Linked DNA regions of Ovis aries: region 1 is linked to region 2. A link is a contact called in public Hi-C data. All regions are on one chromosome and are shown on one strand. The core of a region is the stretch at or near the end of the contact, and the rest is flanking DNA. Distances in the headings are between cores, read along the strand shown.

Region 1 (5,551 bases), core at 1,450-3,949, 85 kb after region 2:
TCTTTCAAAGAAGCATCTCGTGTCTCTTTAATAAACATGGAAATCCAGTGACCAATTCCTCTCCACCCCAGGACACTCTGATTTTGTCCCCTTCTCAATTACTACCCCCCTCAAAGTAAAAATCACCATGACTGCAAATCTCCTCCCTCCCGCTCTGCCCCCAGCCGAGAGTTAAGACTCCGATCCAACACAAGCGCCCTGCCCTGGTGAGACTGACTGTTTCCTCTCACTGTCCCCACCACTCACAAGGGGAAAATCAATTTCAGACATTTTTGGTGCTGCCCCAGGATCAGTAACGCACCTTACAGACAGGTGAGGAAGGTAAGACATTTGCCATCAGGTTAGACTTTATATGTGCTGCAACCACCATAAAGACGTGGAGACTCCCCAGTGACCTGCCTGACACATTTTGCTTTGGGTGGGCTGGACCACTAGACACCCCCCTACAAACACACACACACACACACACACACACACACACACACCCCTGAAGGCAGGACCCATGAGTCAGGGAAGAAGACCTGATATTTATACCATCTGGCAGTGTCTGAGGGTCAATGAAACCTTACAACATTCTGAAAATCATTCCTAACCAAATGTCTGGTGACTATTTGCAAAGTTAAAATGGTGACTCATAGGAACCTGTGAGGATTCATTTAGAGAGTTGCTGAGAACCAGGACACGGGTGGACACCTCAGAAAACAGTGACAAGACAGTTTGAAAACAGGTTGGAAAAACTGTTGAGGACGGAGCATTTGGGATCCTGGGGTTGTCTGGAAGGCGGCTGGACCAACGACCTCTGACCTGAAGAAGGAAGACGGATCTCAAAAGATGGGGAGGAGCTGGACTGGTAGAGAAACAACTGGATGTGGGTGGGTCTCTTGCTCAAGAGGTAGGTGGTTCTGCCCTGAGGCTGTGGGGACCGCACCAGCCTGGCACCTTGGGCTGGCTCAGCCCTGCCTCTGAGTGCGAGGCGCCCCTGGGCACGGGGCGACGTTTCTTCCCTTCCCCTCAGTCCTCCTCTGGTGACCAGTCCCTGACATAGGGCCCCAGACACTAACAAGTGTCTTCACTTTATTGCCCAGCTCCATATCTCCTAAAATCCTACTTAACCTCCTCCAAGAGCATCTGACTGCCCTTATCATCTTTGTGCTGCAAGAAAAGGGCCTTTGCATAAACTCTGACCTTATAAACAAAGGCACCACCCAGTTTCCTGACATTTTAACGGGGGCCCAGGGAGCCTCCTAGAAGGCTTCCACACTATTTGGTGGGAGGAGGCCACTGCTCAAGGCCCTCTCCTCACTGAAGGGTGAGCGGACACATGGGGCTGGCCGCAAGGCTCCTGCCAGGGAAGCGGAAACTCTCCGCCTGGGAGCCACCGATGGGAAGAGAACGGCCAAAGCCTTCAGTGGCTCCCCACCAGGGATGATGCAGTCCAGGCCCTCACACCCCTTCCAACTCTCCCGCGGCCTCCTCTCCCCCTGCTTCCCTACCTAAACCACCTTTTCCAGGCAAACGGACTCCTCCTCGAACAAGCCGGCCCGGGGCCCGCCTCTCCGTGTCCAAGCCTCCTATCCTATCGGGAAAGCTCCACCGGGTCCGCGCACAGGCTGGTGAAACCCGAGCCTTCCCCTGCAAGCCCCACTCGCATCTCAGCAGCCCAGGCCCGGGCCCCTGCCTCTTTCGTGTTTCCCTTCGCCATCACCAAGTGTACCTGTCTGCTTGCCCAGAGGCGTCGAGTGTCCAGCACACAGAGCGACCCTCTCTTCCCACGCACTTGCCAGCTGTGCGATCCTGGGCAAGTTAACTTCTCTAGGCCTCGGGTTTTTCATGACAGTGAGGACCTACCCCCGCCTAGGTTTGCTGCGCGGACAAAATCACGCCTAACGGCTGGTGCGGCGCCTACCTCTACGAAACCGGGGGGAGCAGCTGTCTCCCCGCCCCGAACCGCCCCCCACCCCCCCAACCCCAGGAGCTGGGCGCGCAGAGGGGGACTCGGTGCCTGCGGAGTCGCGGCCGCTCCGGACACCTCCCAGGTGCCACCAGGCCGCTGGGGGGAGCTGGGGGGTAGCGAGCGGTGGGCAGAGAAAGGAGACGCGGGGTGGTGGTGGTGGGGGGCGCGCGCGATTGGGGGGGGCGCAGCGGATGGGGCGGGGGCAGGAAGCCCCGGAGGGCAGCAGGAACTCGGCGAGGGGCGGCCCGCGGTGCGGGGACGACCGGTTCCGCCGGGCTCAGGCTCGGCCCAGAACGGGGAGGTGGGGGCGCCCAGCCGGCCGGCGGGCGCCGTAGGCCCCGGCGTACCCCGCGTCCCGCTCGCCCGGAGCCCCAGGCCCGGCGGCCCGGCCCGGCCCCCGGAGCTCCTCCCCAGGGCCTGCGGCGCCGTGTGCTGGGCCCCGGCCGCCCCGGGGGCCCCCGAGTCCGCGCGTCCGTGCGCGCGGGCCGCCCTTACCGGAGCCGCGGCCGCCTCGGCCATGGCCCTGCGCTGTCCGGCCCGGCCCGGAGGAAGTCGTCGCCGCCGCCGCCGCCGCCGCCGCCGCCGCGCGGCCCCACGCAGGCCGGCCCCCGGCCTCTCCGCAGGCGGCGCCCGCTCGGCCCCGCCGTCCCCGCCCGCGTCGCCGCGCTTCTCGCTGGCCGGCCCGCGCCGCTCCGCCCGCAGACGCGCCGCCGCCGTCAGCGCCCGGCCGGTCCACACTGCATCCTGGGAGCCGGCGCAGGCCCGTGAGGCTTCCTGGAGGCAGCGCGGCCGCACAGCCCCACCTGCAGCCCGGAGAGGCGAACGGCAGGCGCGGCGCCCGCCCCGCCCCGCCCCGCCCCACGGCCCGCCTGCCCGCCGAGCCCCCGGACGCTGCCCTGCCCGCCGGCCCAGCAAACCCCCGACTCCCCCAACCCCTGCCCAGCCGACTTGCCCACACTCCCCCTCACCCCAGCTCCCGGCCCCCGCCAACCCACCGACTAACCGGCCGCCCGATCCACCGGCCCGCCGATTCTCCGGCTCCCTCGATCTACCGGCCAACTGGCGCGCCACCCCGCCGACACTCCGATCCCCAGGTTCCCCGACGCCCGGACCCACCGGCCGCGGCCAGGCGCGCGCTTAGACTCGCCGCTTGGACTCAGCGTCCGACCTGCCCGCGGGGCCGCGAGCGTCTCGGGCTTCGGTCCCCCTGCGCCCCGAGGGAATCTCCCCGCTGCAGGGACCAGCCGGGCCGCCCCTCCCCATGCCAGTCCCGGGAGGCCCGCGCCGTCTCCCCAGGGGCCGCAGCCACGTCGCCTCTGCGGCTTTGGGTCCGGGCCCCCGCGCTCGGGGCTTCTGTGTGTTCACTTCCTTGGCCAGCGGTCCCTCCTGTTCACCTTCGAGTTGAAATGAAAAACGTCCTTCCAGCAATAAGAATATAGTTCACTATATCCCGGTAGGCAGCACTTGCAACTTTCTCTAACGTGCGGGTGACCTATAAAAATGTTTTTTAATGCAGTGGACAACGGAACACGACACCAATACCTGAAATTATTTCGCTCAAAAAGTTGGTAAGGGAAGATGTTCATGACACTTTAAGAGAAGTCTGTCAAGGATGGTTATATGATTTTATATATTATGTATATAATATATATTAGGTATATCATGATTACATAATCATTGGAAGGTTTGGAAGCGTATGGTCTAAGTAGTTCTCTAACAATCAGACCGCAAGCCATTTTTGTGCATTTTCTAACTTAGATGCTTTACGTTTTGTAGTAACGACAGTAATGTTTTAAAAATATTTTGTAATAGCAAGAGTAGTATTTTTTAAACGAGGAGAGAAAAATAAGTCGCAGAACTCCTCTAAAGGCGAACCGGAACGGGCGGACAGAAAGCGACTCTGACTGACGCCCCCGTGTGGCAGTGCAGATGCATTGCCGCCCAGCATTTCTTCTAAATCGGACTCCTGGGCGGAGAGGGACCTGCGCACCACGTGCTCGGTACTCCGCAGGGCTGCGGCTCTGGCCGCCCCGGGCCTTAAGGTGCCCTTTGTTTTCTCACCATCGCCTGGAGCTGAACATGCCGCAAGGGGGTCATCCCGCATGCGTACTTTGTGTATGAACGTGGAATCTCCCCAGGAGGAGAGGGTGTGGGGGAGGCGACACTTTACTCACAGTGTTGCCTTTGCGGGAGGTCTTTTCGGGTGCCTGACTTTCTTTTTCTCACTGATGCTAGCTAGCCCAGCTGGTTTCTGATGTGCGCCCCACCCTCCGACCTTGCCTCTCAAATGTGGGAGTGTGATGGGGGATAGGGGATTCCTAATTGGAGCCCTTGCACCCTTTGGCCTTTTGGAGGAAATTCGTGAGCAGGAAAAGGCGACCCACTCACTGCAGGAGAATGTTCTGGAATCTGCCCCGGGCTCCTTTACCTTTTTTTTTCTTTTCCTTTTAGCTTTTCTTCCATATCATCTTTCCTTCCCAAATAACCCATCCCCTGTACCAAGGGTGCATCCCTGAAGCTTGTATAATTGGGGAATATGAAAAAAAAAATCTTCACAAAATTCCAAGTTTTAAAAAGTCCATACACAGGTGACACAAGGGATGCTGTCTGAAGCTTCCTTAGCTTCACAGAAAAGTCCTTGATTTAAAAAAAAAGGCTGTCAGAACCTAGCCAAGTCTTGTCTATGTTGGGCCTTGTGCAATGGGGTTACTGTGGGGAGAACTCAGGTTCTAGGATGTGAAAGTTCTATTATTTACTGGTTCTATTATTTACTTGGGCCCATCTGCCAGCCTCTCTGGGGCTCTCCTTGCTCACATGTAGACCCAGATTACATCAGGCTATTCTGCAAACCTTCCTGGGCCTGGCCTTTCTTTTGCACTCATCTGCTTTGACACTGGACCCAGCTGAACACTACTGGGTCCGCTCCTCTCACTGTGGCCTGTCTGGTGGTGACTCATGTACTAGCTTGGGCTTCCAAGGTGGCATTATGGGTAAAGAACCGCCTACCAGTGCAGGAGACAGAAGAGACTCAGATTTGGTCCCTGGGTTGGGAAGATCCCCTGGAGGAGGCAGGGCAATCCACTCCAGTACTCCTGCCTGGAGAATCCCATGGATAGAGGAACCTGGCAGACTACAGTCCACAGAGTGCAAGAGCTGGACACAACTGAAGTGACTTAACACTTATGTTCTCATGACACCATGTGTCAATCACCTCCCAGATTACCTTGGAGAAGGGGCTTCTTCATTCTCAAGGAAACAGAGGTGTTACCTCCATGGTGATGGTGCTTCTATGACGGGACCCATCACCTGCCTTGTGGAGGAGGAGAACAGCACGGGGGCAGATGCAGCCTGGCCTTCAGTGACCATCTGTGTGAATTCTTCCCAGGAGAGAAGATCTGATCGGGTTGGTTCTTTCATCTAATAGGTGGTGCCCCAAGCCAAGGCCCTCAAAGCTGGTTGGAGGGCAGAAGAGCACTGCTAGGCTAACATTTTGTACTTGGCAAAATAGCCAGCAGCTTTATGTAGAGAGATCTACCAGGGATTACCTTCCTCCAAAGAGAGTTGTGGGCATGAAAAGCCTATAGAGTTTGTGAGCCT
Region 2 (5,480 bases), core at 1,491-3,990:
TGACTCTTGCATCTCCTGCATTGGCAGGTGGATTCTTTGCCACTAGCCACCTGGGAAGCACCATTAGAATCTCCGAGGGAGGTTTAAAAAACCCCAATGCAAGGAAGAAGGGAACAGCTCAGTTGAGTGAATGACTAGGTCACTGATATTTTTAAAGCCAGGGGATTGTGTGTTAAATGACAGAGAGCATTATCTCAAATGTAAAAATATTTTCAGTACTGTTTTATTTTCATAAACTACCTAGAAATGTAAAAAATATTTGTTTTCCTTTTAAGGACATGGAAATATTTCTGAATCCAAATCAGGGCCTCTTAATCTATACTCAAATGCCCTTCTCAGGCCACAGCCTTAAAAGACCAGTCCCTCCTCCTGACCTCTTCTCCCGCCTAGTCATTCCCGAGACTCCATCAAGCAGGTACTTTCCATGGCTTCTCGGGAAGCCAACCTACCTTCTGGGATGCCCAAGTCCATGGACCTGCTGGCATCACTGTTCCTCTTGCTGATGCATTTAAATTTGCATCGTTCATTCCATGGCATAAAGATGAGGACTAAAAGCAGGGGGGATTATTGCTGATTCTAAAACTTTCATCTTCATACTTTCTACATCCTCCAAATTTTCTGCAATATAATGTATTACTTTCAAAATCAGAAAAGAAAAACAAATTTAAGCATATTCCCTTCCAGTAATTGCAAACAATACCATTTGCTATGATATAATTAATCAATAATTGCTTTAAGACAAAACATCTGGATACTAATTTGGGAAATATGCATTATAATTTACATATAACCCACTAAAGCTTTGATAAGGGATAATTATGTCCATTTTGCAGATGAGGACACAGTCTCAGAAAATTTCCAAGACACTCATTTTCAAGACCTCTTGGTCCAAGTTCCAGGCTGTTAACCATACTTCTTCCATCCTTTTGTAGCAAAGGTTGGGTAACTGAAAGAACAGAAGGGTTGAATCAGCCTCTGTAATCACCTCCAGGGATCTGAAACAGTTACCACCACATCTGCCCTCTGGTCCCCCTCCATGTTAGGCTGGATGTCAATATAAAATATTGATAAAGGCTCGATATGTTGAGTGTTTACTACTTTGGTGGGACTGCACATACCTCTTCTAATCCTCCCTTTGAGGTAGGTACAATTATTTTCTCCTATAAAGTAGCTCAGATTATTTTGTAGACGGAAAAACAGATACTGGAGGGGTTAACTGTCATTTGGTCATTCAACAAACTCTTGGGAAGCACCCATGGTGTTCTGGGTTCTAGTCTGGCACTGAGGGTTCAGCAGCGAACAGGCAAACAAGGTCCTTGACTTCATGGAGCTTATATCCCGAGAGGTTAGAATGACAAACAGCAAAACAAACAAATGAACAAAATCATTTCCGATACTGAAAATATTGTAGGAAAATAAAGCAGGTGGATGTGATGGAAGATGACAGGGTGGGGCGGTAGTGAGATGGGGTCATCAGGAAGTGACGATTGGAGCTGAAGTCTGAATGGTAAGAAGCCAGGGTGTAGAAATTTGGATGCAGAGCGCTCTGGGCTCTGGGTGGAGACAACCAAGGCCCTAAGGAGGGAGCTGGCTTGGCAGGATGGATGGAGGAATGTAAACAGTATAAAGGGACAAGACACAGGGCATCGAGGTGGGGTAGGGGCAGCCTACAGAAGTCTTGTAAGTTTTGACGGGGTCAGAGTGGAGCCTGCACTGAATGCAGGTCTGTCTCCCTATGGGTCCAGGGGCCCCTGCCTCGGAGACCTTCCTGATGGGCTCTTCAGTGGGCCCGACATGGGGCCTGTCCGATTGAGACAGGCTCCCCAGCTCAGTCTGTAAGCACCTATGGCCACGAGTTTCGGTCTGTTCGGTCTGTTCGTGTTCACCCAGGTGGCCTGGTTCCTGCTGTCACCAGGGCGACTTTCTGGAGGAGCAGGCCCACGGGAGAGCAACACGCTGTGACTCACGCACTTCGGGCCGGGAGCCCGAAAAACAGAACAGGGCAACCCTCGTCTGTGCAGCTCGAGAGAGCTTTCCCGAGGCAGTGACATCTCCAGAACACCCTGCAGGAGGAGGGGACGTGAGGTGGACATCAGCGGTCCAGGATGGGCGAGGGGGTGGGGGCTGAGCCAGGGGAATGGAGAGAAGGCAGGACGCTGGAGTGCAGGGAGAGGGGACGGCCTCTTGTGGGTTGGGCAGCGTCCCCTCAAACCCTTGTCCTTTTAGGAACCTGGGATGTGGCACTCCTTGGAAGTAGGGTCCTTGCAGATAGTTAAGTAGGATGAAGTCGTACAAGATCCGGGTGAGTCCTTTATCTAACATGATGACTGTCCTTATACAAAGAGACACAGAACTAGAGACACACGGGAACGCCAGGTGAGGACAGACGCCGGAGTGATGTGTCCACAGGCCCAGGACACGGTGGGTTGCCCACAGTGAAGGGAGGACTGAGGCGTGGAACAGTCTCCCTCAGAGCCTCCAGGAAGAACCAACCCTCATATCACCTGACCTTGATTTGGGACTTTTTTAGCCAATAAATTTCTGTTGTGTGAAGCCACTCAGTTTCTGGTACTTTGCTACACAGCCCTAGGAAACAGGATTTCCAACCTAGTGCTCGAGAGGCAGGCAGGGTCCTGATGGAATTCTGGATTTCACTCACAGAGCCAAGAGAGGACCTGCACTTTTAAAGGCTCCCTCTGGCTGCCCAGTGTTCCAGAAGCGCTGACATCCACTGAGAGTCAGCCCCTCAGTAGGACCCAGGGCACGGTCTCCAAGACACTGCCTGACCCGGTCATCACTCACAGGGAACCACATGTGGCCCTTAAATGCTGGGTGATTCTCAACCCCCATCCTGCCCAACCTTCCCAGTTTCCCAGCTTGGCCAGCCGGTACCCTACCTAACCTTCCCTCCACCCCACAAGAAGCTGAGCCGGTGTCCCTCCTGGAGAACGGTTTCGTAACATACATCAAAAGCCTTAAAAAAAAGGGGCCAATACCCTTTGACAGGGCAATGCCAACTTTTGGAAATAACTAAACATATTGGAAAATACATCAAGAAGCAAACAAATAACCAGTCGGGGCCCATCGTCAGCTTCTCAAGGTCCGCCTCCGCCTGGTGTAAATACATCTGCCACTAGCTCAACCGACTCGAGTCGGAGAGAAGTGGGCGAAACGGAGCGCAGCGCGGGACAGGGTCCGCATCTCTAATTCCCGGGTCCATTGCGGGGGCCACCCCCTCCTCCTTCGTTCTCCGCGATTTGCGGGGATTTCCTTTCCGCGCTTCTCCTCGGAGCGGCTTGGAGCCCACGGGGTGGGGCACGTCTCGGCGCTCCGCTCTCCTCAGAGCCGAGGCCTCCCCTCCGCACCCGCGGGCTCCCAACACTCGGATCTGCACAAAGAACGCGCCCCGCGACGCTCGGGGGCCCGCCGGAGCGTGGGGGGGCAGAAACACAAGAAAACCAGAGCGGCTTCGGCCCCAGGGGGCTGGTCCCCGGGCGCGCCAGGACGGCGGCGGGCCACCAGCTCGGTAGGGGAGGCCGGGCGCGCCTACGAGAAGCTCCCGCGCAGCGGACCCCGGGCTCCGGGCACGGCCCCTTCCTGGGCGCGCGACGGCGGCCCCGCGCCACCACCGAGAGGCCCCCGCGTTCCTAGAGCGGCCGCGGGCGGCCAGGTGCGGCGCGGCGGCCTCCGGGCTCCGGGCTCTGGCCGGCAGGGGGCAGCACGCGCCGGCCGCCGTCCCACGTGGCGCCCGCGCCCGAGCGAGGCCCAGGGCCTGGCGGTGGCCTGCGCGCGCTCAGGGCGTTTGGGCCGGCTGGTGAGCGGGGAGGGGTCGCGTCGACCGAGGAATCTGAAAAATGCAGGTCCCTAGAAATTAAGTTTACAAAATAATACACATTTATTTAGAACATAACTATATAAAGCTATAAAAAATCCAATCTTTAACTTAAAAATATATAGATTAAAAAAAAATTAAGGCCTGGCTCCATCATCCTGCGGCGTTGCTCACAGAGCCCTGGGGAACAGACGCAGTCTGTTCCCATTTCACAGGGGCTGACTCTCGGGGCCCAGATTGATGGAACTGCGAGGCCGTAGAGAGAGGCTGAGGACGGGCGCGGCAGTACCCTAGGGAGCCCGGCGGGCTCGGAGGGTCCCCAGGGAAGTCTTCAAGGGGCTGGGGGCCTGGGATTGGGAGAGGACTCTACGCAGGGGTCCCGATGTGTGTGTGTGTGTGTGTGTGTGTGTGTGTGTGTGTGTGTGTGTGTGTGTGTTACGTGTTGCCCCTGGAATCGCTGCTGTCCTGTGCAAACACAGGAGTGACAATCTAACAGCTCAGCCAGCCCCGGAAAGGGGGGAGGCCTCCCTGAATGCCAGGGAGATGGCACTCCTCCATGCCCCTGCAGTCTAGCTCTGCTGCCTGCCTGCCCTTGGACTCCTTATTGGGTCTCTGGGTGACCTTCCTTGGAAAGGCAGGGCAGCCCAGAAGGATTTCTGTCATCACTCTAAGCCACCCTGCGACTGGTTAAGAGGATCAGGCAGTGACCTGGGGATTCTACCTGATATTTGGGCTGAGATATCAGAGGGAAGGATAAATTTTCTGTGCCATCTTTTACAGGCTTGGATTAGCTTGAATGAGGAGATCATCTGCATCCCAACTGGACAGAAGTTCTGGGTTTTATTTGTGCATTTTTCTCGTTTCTTTCCTGCACATTTTCACCTGTCTTATTCCCTGCTTAATTCAACAGTAGAGTGCCTCGCTTGGACCAGATGCTGGAGCCAGCATGGGGATGACCTGAAGCCTGCCCTTGAGGAGGTCGAGTACATGTAGGCTGCCCAGGGCCCATGCCAGGGACAGGACGCTCTGGAGCCCAGGATAGCCCGGAGGGGAGCCCAGGGCAGCCCAGAGAAGAGAGACCCTCAAAGCCGCCCCCCCTCCCCCGCCATGCCCCGCAGTCAGGTTGTGTGTTTGAGGTCCTTGGGCTGCAACTTGGCCTGATCCTCCCTTGCCTCTGCAGTGGAAATAAGTGATGGCTGTAAAAATAACTTCTGGGATCCTTACAGCTTCTGACAGGGCTTTTCTGGACATCTGTGCTGCTATTTCCTTCAGCCTTCCAGGAATTCGTGGTGGGTGTTAGCCCGCCAGACTTCTCTGGTGAGATTTATAGAGGCTCACTGCAGAACCTGATACGGACATCTGCCTGGTAACGTAGAGGTTATAGAGACTAGAGAGGTGCTGTTGCTGTTGAGTTGCTCAGACGCGTCCAAAACTCTTGTGACCCCAGGGACTGTAGCCGGCTAGGCTCCTCTGCCCATGGGATTTCCCAGGCAAGAATACTGGACTGGCTTCCCATTTCCTTCTCCAGCAGAGGTGTAGGTGTACCCTAAAAGGAAGAAATCAGCTTAAATCCTGTGCCCTATCAAAGGAGTAAGCACGGAATGTGTCAATGGATACCTTAAACACACAGTTTGGATTGAGGCTGGGA

Evidence for each region. A called contact is a pair of places that touch in the nucleus more often than the background predicts.
Region 1: a contact with region 2 is called in a Hi-C map of hypothalamus, with 1.8 times the contacts expected there. The contact joins the promoter of ZNF746 here to the enhancer-like site in region 2. A contact is called at or near these places in 4 of 16 Hi-C or Micro-C datasets (blood and hypothalamus).

What each region holds. Positions count from the first base shown.
Region 1 is chr4:113,660,638-113,666,188 of ARS-UI_Ramb_v3.0, forward strand. It overlaps ZNF746 (zinc finger protein 746), which reads right to left and starts at 2,700. Exons shown (of 8, transcript XM_042248987.2): 1 at 2,450-2,700. The coding sequence starts at 2,473.
Region 2 is chr4:113,576,076-113,581,555 of ARS-UI_Ramb_v3.0, forward strand. No RefSeq gene overlaps it. Among named protein-coding and RNA genes, the nearest start is that of TRNAC-GCA, 6.7 kb to the left of the region's middle. Within about 2 kb of position 2,741, at least 10 of the 54 cell types and tissues checked have an H3K27ac peak or open chromatin away from gene starts, as enhancers often do. A contact at or near this core is called in hypothalamus, where this site is marked.